3 separate regions of the Mus musculus genome follow, and all the other regions are linked to region 3. A link is a contact called in public HiChIP or PLAC-seq and promoter capture Hi-C data. All regions are on one chromosome and are shown on one strand. Each heading gives the region's core, a stretch centred on a gene start, on an enhancer-like site or on the middle of the called end of the contact. The rest is flanking DNA. Distances are from core to core; before and after follow the strand shown.

Region 1 (2,700 bases), core at 96-2,595, 100 kb before region 3:
GCCCTGGCAACCTGGCTGGCCGGGCACTGGCGAGCAATGGCCGACCGGTTTTTATCATGTAGATGCTCGGACTCAGAGCTCCAAAATCTCTCCACCCACTGACAGGTCACTACCATGCCAGCCCTATGCTTCAAATTCCCCACTGGCCTTTGTGGTGCACATCTGGCAAACTCAGATGAGCAGCTGTGTGAAGGAAAATGCAACACAAACTTAGTTCAGAAACAATGGTAACTCGATCTCTGGTCACAATAACTTAAAACCTAATCTTGTAAGCCTTATTGAAGTCTGATTCCTTTAGTGGCGAATCCTTGTGGATCTGCCATGATACCAGGAAACTCTAGCAGCTACATCTTACCTCCTGCTACTTCTCTTCCTCTGTCCAACCAGGAAGTCCCGCCTACTGGCCCAGTGATTGGCTCCTTTATTCATTGGGGGATTGGTTTACAGGAAACCTCCTGAGTACTGATTCATTCCTCATTCTAGACAGCCTCTCCCTGGAGAGCAAGCAACACAAAGCCATCCACAATGAGGAATGAAAAGCTATGTGGTTCCCGAGGGCAGCAGGCATTGGGACAGAGTAAGCATGGAGACAGGAAGTCATGAGAACAGAGGCAGAATTCTGAAGGCTTATCAGGAAAGGATAGCCCTCTGCTTCAGAGTGGTTTTGGCCCCTCTGGGGAAATATCAGTCTAAGTTTTATCACGTTTTCTGTGAAGAGAATCAACAAGTTTAAATGACAAAAATTCTCTTGGCTTTAAAAATTCCTCCAGGAAGCAAACATAGGAACATGTTTCCCAATGAACTAATTCAGTATAAGAATAACCAGGAGATCACTGTGACGCATGATTGGAGGATAAGCACTATACCTCTTTTTCTTTTAGAAAAGATCCACTTATTCCTATTTCTCATACATTGGTGTTCTGTTTGCATGTTGGTCTGTGCAGTGCCTGAGGAGCATTATACCCTTAAACTGTAAGCCAAAAAATTGCTTCTTCTTTTAATGCTTCTTGTCAGATATTGATTTTAGCAATGAGAGTAGTCGATAGAGAAACTGTGGCTATTTTTAAGATGACTACACCTTTTTCTCATTCAATAGTGTAAGCACTGACCTTGTATTGGATCATAAAATATTTCTCTGACCATGTTATTTCTTTTTTAAAAAATATCTGTACATAAATCTCCACCTAATACAGCTTTACCTTTGCACAAAATATGTTCTATTTATAAGGAAAGAAAATCTAATAGACATGATTGTATCTGTTACCTCAAAATCTATGCTTCCTCCAATGTTGCACACGCAGATTGGACCAATAATTTTTAGAACATCCTGTTTCTCCTCATTTTGAACTGTAAACTTTGGCCGACATGGGTGCCAGGTTTGAATAACATAACCCACTGGCACACCAGGAGGAGCTTGTATTTCTATCTACATATGAAAAAAGGACATTGGTAAACATGTTTATCAACATATTATCTATTTGTGGCTTCATTTACTTAGAATGACAGCCAGTGCTCCAATCTATAACACCCTTTAATTAAATCAATGCTTTTTCTTCTCTTAATTCATGGAGGTAACTATACCAAAAAAGAAAAAAACAAAAGGTGACGTAATGTGCATCAGATTCTCCAGCTAATGCATAGAAGGGGCAAATTGAACTCTTGATAGCTTCCATGTTTCATTAATATCTCTATCTGTAAAGACTGTCTAAATTATTAACAAACTTTTCTTTCTTAAACTTGTTTATCAACAGTAGCTTATCTCTGTGGACAGAACTCTGATCACTGGCACATTTTCAACTATTAGTTCTAATATTGTATAAGAAAAGAACTTTGGACACTAGACTCATGGCCCTGCTATTTATTTACTAGGAGACTCAGATGTGATCATTTCTGAGAGTCAAGCTTCATGACCATGTTATACTGCTACTCAACTGCAGTACTTTGTTCATCGAACACACAAACACAGTCTCCTCAGATATTGCTATGCTTGTAGGGTTATACCTAGCCTAAAGGGCATGGAGAACAAAGGAATTCTTTACAAATAAACTTACTCTCTCTAAGTAGTGTAAGCACAATGTTAAACCCCAAATATCTGTTTTCATGTTCTCTCTGTTTGAGACAGGCTTTATGGACATTACTTACAGAATGACTGGGGTACACAGGCAGACAATGTCCTAGGCAAGTGAAATCTAGGCAAAGGCTACCTTCCCTATAAAGTCTCTATGTCCTAGTACCTGCTCTGAAAGACACATTTGCAATAAATAGGCCACTAAGTGATATGAAACAGGCAGTTGGACTTTTGCTGAGGGCAGATCCATCTGAGGAATGTTTATTACAGATAACACAACTTACCTGTGTTTATTGAAAGAAATGAAATAAAAAATATGGGTGGCATTTTTCTCCTTGCCCCTTAGTGGAGTGTCTAAATCATCAGATAAATTATGAGATGAATACATATATTCTTCTCCTAACTCTTCTGTTAAGGCATTCTGTTTCTAGAACAGTATTTTAAAACATCCTCAGGCATGTGGCTCCATTAGTTTGGGCCACACCAGTCATGATCATTTTTGACAAGTGATTTGGCCAAAAGGCCTTCCTGTGAACATTATAAACTGTTGTTTGAGCTGTTACTCATCCATAAAGGAGAGATTACCCAAGAGTATAAGCTTAGTTGTTTATATTCCTTTCTACACAGTTGAA
Region 2 (2,700 bases), core at 159-2,658, 120 kb before region 3:
TGTTTGGTATAAAATTCTACATATGCTCCCTAAGTCAGTATTGTTGACTTTGATGTTCAAATTTAATAATAATTTGAACATGTGATATTATAATTTGATTATTTTAGCTCTTTTATCTGATGAAAGTTAAAGATGTCATAAAATTTCTAACTACGTTGATGACCTTGTCATCTTCCAACATCTATTGTCATAGTGTGAGGAGGTCTTAGGGACATGCTCATTTAAAATTGCTCTCAATTCTTGTTTCAATAGAATGTTTACCATAAGAACTCTAATGTCATGACTGTGCTTAAATGCTCTTCTTTCGTCTAATATCTATTCTTGTTCCACCGACTACTTTAGTTTTATTTTTTGTCTTATATTTTGCTACCATATTCTTCCTTTAAATTTTTTTATCATATTTTAGGCACTCCTGATAAAGCACCTATGTATTAAAAAAAATGCTGGGAGCAGGAAGGCAGAGAGCACAGAAGCCAAGAACATGTGTTGCCTTTTAAAAGAACCAGGGCTGGAATCCCAGCGTCAACATGGTGACTCACAACCGTCTGTAACTCAGTTCCAGAGCATCTGATACCCTCCTCTGATTTGCAAAGGCACCAGACACACACATTTTACACATATATACAGGCAGCCAAAATACTCATAAGCATAGAATGAAGCCCATTAAAAAACAATTCTAAAACCTCGAGTGAGAATAAAAATCACAGCGTGAGTAAATGGGGAGGTCATGAAGTCCCGCCCCACCCCACCCCACTCCCCACCCCACCCCCACGAGCTCTGGCTGAAGAGTTAGTTGCAATGAAGTTTCTGGGAGAGGGGAGGTCCACTTTTTTCAAGGTTGTCTTTTAGACGCTTCCAATGGTCCAGTAGATGGCTCCACAACCATGTACATACCCGCAACACTAAGGTTTTAAAAAAGAACACATGAAATTGGGCGAGAATAGCAGTGGGGGGCATAGGGAAGAGACCGGGTGGAGGAAAGAAAGGGGGTTCTTGATTAAAACACATTATAAGCACACACGAAATGTTCAAAACACAAAAATTTAACAATCTAACAATTGCTATCCAAAGCCAATAATAGTTCCACAGCCAATGCTATTAGAGCCTTGGCCTTTAGAAGGCAATTAGAATCTGAGTCTCAACCTCCCCCCCCCCCACACACACACACAAAGAATGGGACAAAACTCTAAAATCCACCCCCAGTAGTCTGGCTAATTGTCCTTCCCACTCATGATGCCATGGGAGGACCTCCAGTTTGCTGTCACCAGGAGCCGTCATTTTTATGATGCTGCTGGGGAAGGAAATGCTGAGCTTCTGCTATAAAGTGCCCACTCGCCTACCGTAATCTTGTACTTTCAAAGATAGCCTGACCTCTTCCTCTCTGAACAGTTACGTAAGTGTCTGGTCAGTCAAGAGATAAAATGTAAGCTGAAATAGGAAACATGTGTTAAAGGTGCAAGAGCATGTGGTTATGCTAGGAAAGTATTATGAAGCCAATGGGGGGGGTGCCAAAGGGCATAGTACACTGTGAGAACCGGGGGAGAGGAAAAGAGGGAGGGTGAAGGGATGAAGGAGTGGGGGAAGGGAGGGAAGACAGAGACTGGATAATGTGTTAAGTACAAAGGCCAGCATTCAGAGTTGCTGGAGAGAGTGTGGTAGCAGCTGCCAATGGTCGACAAGCTAACTAAACCACATGAATGTGCACTTGGCACACAAGACGACAAATCTTTGCACCATAGGCAAGCCCTTCCTGAGACTGGCATACAATTAGACTTTAGCTTCCACTGTGGGGTACGAGGCCTAGAAGATGTCACACCCATATAAAAGGGACTAGAGGAAAACAACCTTTAATGTAAGTATGTCATACATTATGGGGGCACCGTAAAGACGCCAGTGAAAAGGAGGAATCTCCCCCCAGTTCCTCCTGCCCCTGCAGCATGGCTGATAAACTGTGTTTGTGTCAAACAATTTTCACTAGAGTTTTTCCCTAGCACTACATTGGGCCTGGAGAGCCCCTACAGAACCTTGTAGCCCTGGCCCTCAACCATCCCATGAACTACTCCTTATGTGTTAATGTCTATTCTAGCTGTACTTGGTCTGTGCTTATAAGGTTTACCTGTATATATGAGGTTTAGCTTCTATTACTCTCCCTACCTGGACACATGGTTGAAGATCCCCTAGGTACATGACTGAACACAGTCTATGGAATACTTAGAATAAAATATGGTCTCTTCTCTCTCCTCTCCCCTTCCTTCTCTTCCCTTCATCACTCCTTCTCTCCCCACCTCCTCCCTCTGCTACCTGCTTCTCCTCTCCCCCTGCTCCTCCTCTGCTGGTATGCTGTGCCCTTTCTTATCTTTGTCTTTATAGCTTCATAATACTTTCCTATGACAACCTCATGGTTCTTTATAATGTCTTTCCTGTTTTTGACTACACTGAGATTTATTATCTTGATTGCAGAGAGGCAGGCTTAACAGCCGTAACTGGAGTAAAACTTTCACCCACGTAGTACTGTAGCAGCAGAGCTCTTCCGCCAGAAAGAAATTTCAAGGACACCGTGAATTTTAGGAGCTCCTAAGGAACAACAGTGCTGGGATACAAAACCTCTGGCAGCCAGCAGCAGTCAACCTAGGGAAATTTTCTGCAGATGCTAGGTGATGCAAGAACTAAGGCTATGGAGAGGTCAACACTCCTGACAGC
Region 3 (2,700 bases), core at 126-2,625:
GCACAATTGTAGTAAGTATCCAGGTAGAAAGCTCTGTTGTTAGGAAAAGCCAAGAAGGAAACGCCCCCAGGTGCCCGGGGGTGCTTTTTATTAAGCTTCCCTGGTTCCTGGTACCCAGTATTTAGTTCCAACTGCTAAGCCGCTAAGCCGGAAGAAGAGAGTGTAATTGTTTGGGAAGAAAGTATAATTGTTTGTCTTGGAACAGAGAGATGGCCCTACCTAACTTCCAGGAATAAGATTACGGAAATCAAGCCACGCAGGAACCATGGGGAGAGTTGTAGGGATGGGGGCTGTGTCAAGTATTTGATATAATAAAAGCTAGTTTCCACCTTTCCACTTGGTACTTTATCAAGCTTATATTAACTGATTCAAAAGTGAGAACTCTTTTTGTTGTTTTGGTTGGCTTTCCTGTTTTGTTTCTGTAGCACTGGCTGTCTGAGAACTTGCTCTATAGACAAGGCTAGATTCGAACTCATAAATATGCCTGCCTCTTCCTTTAATAAGTGGCTTGAATCTTTAAGTCTTTTACTGTTAACATTTTCAGGGAAGAGATGAATATACAAGAAAAAAAAAACTGTCAGAGTCCAAGGTCTGTAACAAAAGACTGAATGTACACCTAGTGTAGTGGTCTTACCCATTCGGACCTTTACCCGCTTACATCCCCTACTTTTGTATTCTAGAAGGCTATGTATAGTTTTACTAGCCACAATCCCAAAGAAACCTGGGTTAAAGAGCAACAGGCTCTTTGAACGGTTTCTCTTCTTTTATTTCCCCTTCCCTTTCCTGCAACGGGAATCCAACTTGGGCTCGGCGCATTTGAAAAGAGCGCTACCACAGAGCTACAAGTGAGCCCAGCTTCTGCACTGCATCAGGACTGCTCTTGGCTGTGAAGCAGTGTGCTAAACTGGAGACGATCCCGTGGGAACTAGCGAAGAAGGGTCACGAGTGTGGATTGCCGAGCAGCGGCCCGGACAGCAGAGCTTCTGGCTGAGTTCCCTCCCCACTTCCGGGGTCACGAGCCCAAGTCTTTCGGCCATTGCTCCCAGTCTTCAGACCATAACCTCTGCCGCCTGAGCAAACCGCCTCCAGCCCTTGCTCTTGCTCCCTCTCCACCCATCCGCATCTCCCGCGCCCATCACCGTACCCGGCTCCTTTGTGCGCACAGATCCGCGAGCTCTGTCCCGGAACGCGCAGAAAGCGGGACTCACCTGAGGCTCCTTCTGTTCTGAAGTCCGTGAGTCCCAATCCCTTGCTGGTGGCGCTGCAGTAGCCCGGCTTTCCCTCGCAGAGGGGACTCACTCTGAATGACGCGAGCTCTGCCTGCACTCCTGAATCCTCTAGCTGCGCCCAGAGGCCTGGCAGGACCTTGCCCGCCCCGCCCACCAGCAAGGCAAAAGGAAGTGGGATTTTGATTGCCTTGGAAAGAAAGGCTATTCATCACCTGGGGAGTGGCCTCTTCTCGGAACTTTCTTTACACTGCCTGATCTCAACCACCCAACCTATTTGGGTACTGTGCGGGAAATCGGGCTTCCTCAAACTTACTTTCCTGCTTTGCACACTTTCTTAAGTATGCATCGATTACCACATCTGTTCCATCAGCCCTGTTTGCACTTTCAAGTTTGTTGATCTCTTTCCTAGCAGATTTCTCTCCTCTTTTTAAAAATCTTATGGGTTTTATATAACCGTTTCACGCCGTTTGCTGGTAGCAGTCTTTGCTTTCTTTTTACTACAGTCTGTGAAAAAGTACCACCCTTAACTAGAAAACATTCAGGTTTGGTTTGAACTGTGCGGCTCACTCACCAGAAAAATCAGCATCTGTTTTGTTTAGTAAAGCGGTGCTTCTTAAATTACAGCCCGAGAAGAGTCACCGAGCTGAAACTACATTAGGTCATGCCTTCAAAGATTCTGACTTAGTATGCCTCGTGTGGACATTTCTAAGAAATTTCCAATTATCTAAAAATACCTTCCTATGACACAGAAGGTATTTTTCCCCCGCCTGCATTTTATGCATCATTTGGTACTCTTGGGGGAGGGAGAGTTATGAAAGGATGATGAAAGGGTTACAGGTGAATTTTGAGTCTTCACTCTTCTTTCCCTGTGATTGGTGCGTTTCTAAGTATATTCAACTAAAAATCTGGGGAGCATCTTGGGAGGGGCCCACTACTTGCATATGTGTATATTTCTGCATGTACATAAATACCAGTGTGCATAGAATATACTGTTCTTCCATAGAAAGCCATGATGCATGGAAAAGTGAACCTCACATATAAAGAGTCTGAGACCATGGCACTCCAATGCTGGAGAAAGGAACCGGGAACTTAGCATCGCTCAATGTGATTTGTAACTTCAACTGGCTTGCTGTTAGGCACTCAGGATGTTTATCTTTATTCTTTAGCTGATTTCATACTCGGAGCAAACAAGGATCTTCACTGTCCACTCTTTGCATAAATGGGATCATTTCATTTGAATTTTAATTTAAGCAGTTGGAGTATTTTTATAGGTAAAACCTTGTAGAAGTGAAACATTGGGGCGTTCTGTCTAAGTAAGAGTCTTCCTACTGTCTTCACCTCTGTTGTGTTTCCTAGGCTAACTGCTGTTACCAGTAGCTCCAAGACTTGGCCACAGGGGAGTCGGTGAGCTAGGGCTTCATGGGCAGCCGCTGCTGGGTAGTGGCTCACTCTGTGTTTGTTTCCTTTCCTA

The links. Promoter capture Hi-C pulls out the DNA fragments that hold promoters and counts their contacts. HiChIP or PLAC-seq counts read pairs in DNA pulled down with a chosen protein or histone mark.
Region 1: a contact with region 3 is called in a promoter capture Hi-C map of liver. The contact joins the enhancer-like site here to the promoter of Plscr1 in region 3. A contact is called at or near these places in 2 of 39 promoter capture datasets (the HPC-7 cell line, HPC-7-derived erythroid cells and liver), 3 of 484 Hi-C or Micro-C datasets (bone marrow-derived macrophages, erythroblasts and macrophages), 5 of 115 datasets of contacts at active chromatin or transcription factors (the 230-238 cell line, CD8 T cells, bone marrow-derived dendritic cells and 2 more) and 3 of 9 other capture datasets (adipose tissue, liver and pancreatic islet).
Region 2: a BATF HiChIP or PLAC-seq map of CD8 T cells shows a contact between it and region 3, with 17 read pairs. The contact joins the enhancer-like site here to the promoter of Plscr1 in region 3. A contact is called at or near these places in 5 of 39 promoter capture datasets (the 3T3-L1 cell line, the HPC-7 cell line, HPC-7-derived erythroid cells and 2 more), 11 of 484 Hi-C or Micro-C datasets (3T3-L1-derived adipocytes, LSK cells, Th1 cells and 7 more), 12 of 115 datasets of contacts at active chromatin or transcription factors (the 230-238 cell line, CD8 T cells, the HPC-7 cell line and 8 more) and 4 of 9 other capture datasets (adipose tissue, liver, macrophages and 1 more).

What each region holds. Positions count from the first base shown.
Region 1 is chr9:92,351,261-92,353,960 of GRCm38.p6, reverse strand. It overlaps 1700057G04Rik (RIKEN cDNA 1700057G04 gene), which reads right to left. Exons shown (of 7, transcript NM_001033184.3): 5 at 1,265-1,426. Among named protein-coding and RNA genes, the nearest start is that of 1700057G04Rik, 43 kb to the right of the region's middle. Within about 2 kb of position 1,345, at least 21 of the 459 cell types and tissues checked have an H3K27ac peak or open chromatin away from gene starts, as enhancers often do. A contact at or near this core is called in intestinal villus epithelium and liver, where this site is marked.
Region 2 is chr9:92,373,764-92,376,463 of GRCm38.p6, reverse strand. No RefSeq gene overlaps it. Among named protein-coding and RNA genes, the nearest start is that of 1700057G04Rik, 66 kb to the right of the region's middle. Within about 2 kb of position 1,408, at least 86 of the 459 cell types and tissues checked have an H3K27ac peak or open chromatin away from gene starts, as enhancers often do. A contact at or near this core is called in CD8 T cells, the HPC-7 cell line, bone marrow-derived macrophages and 5 more, where this site is marked.
Region 3 is chr9:92,248,869-92,251,568 of GRCm38.p6, reverse strand. It overlaps Plscr1 (phospholipid scramblase 1), which reads right to left and starts at 1,375. Exons shown (of 9, transcript NM_011636.2): 1 at 1,209-1,375.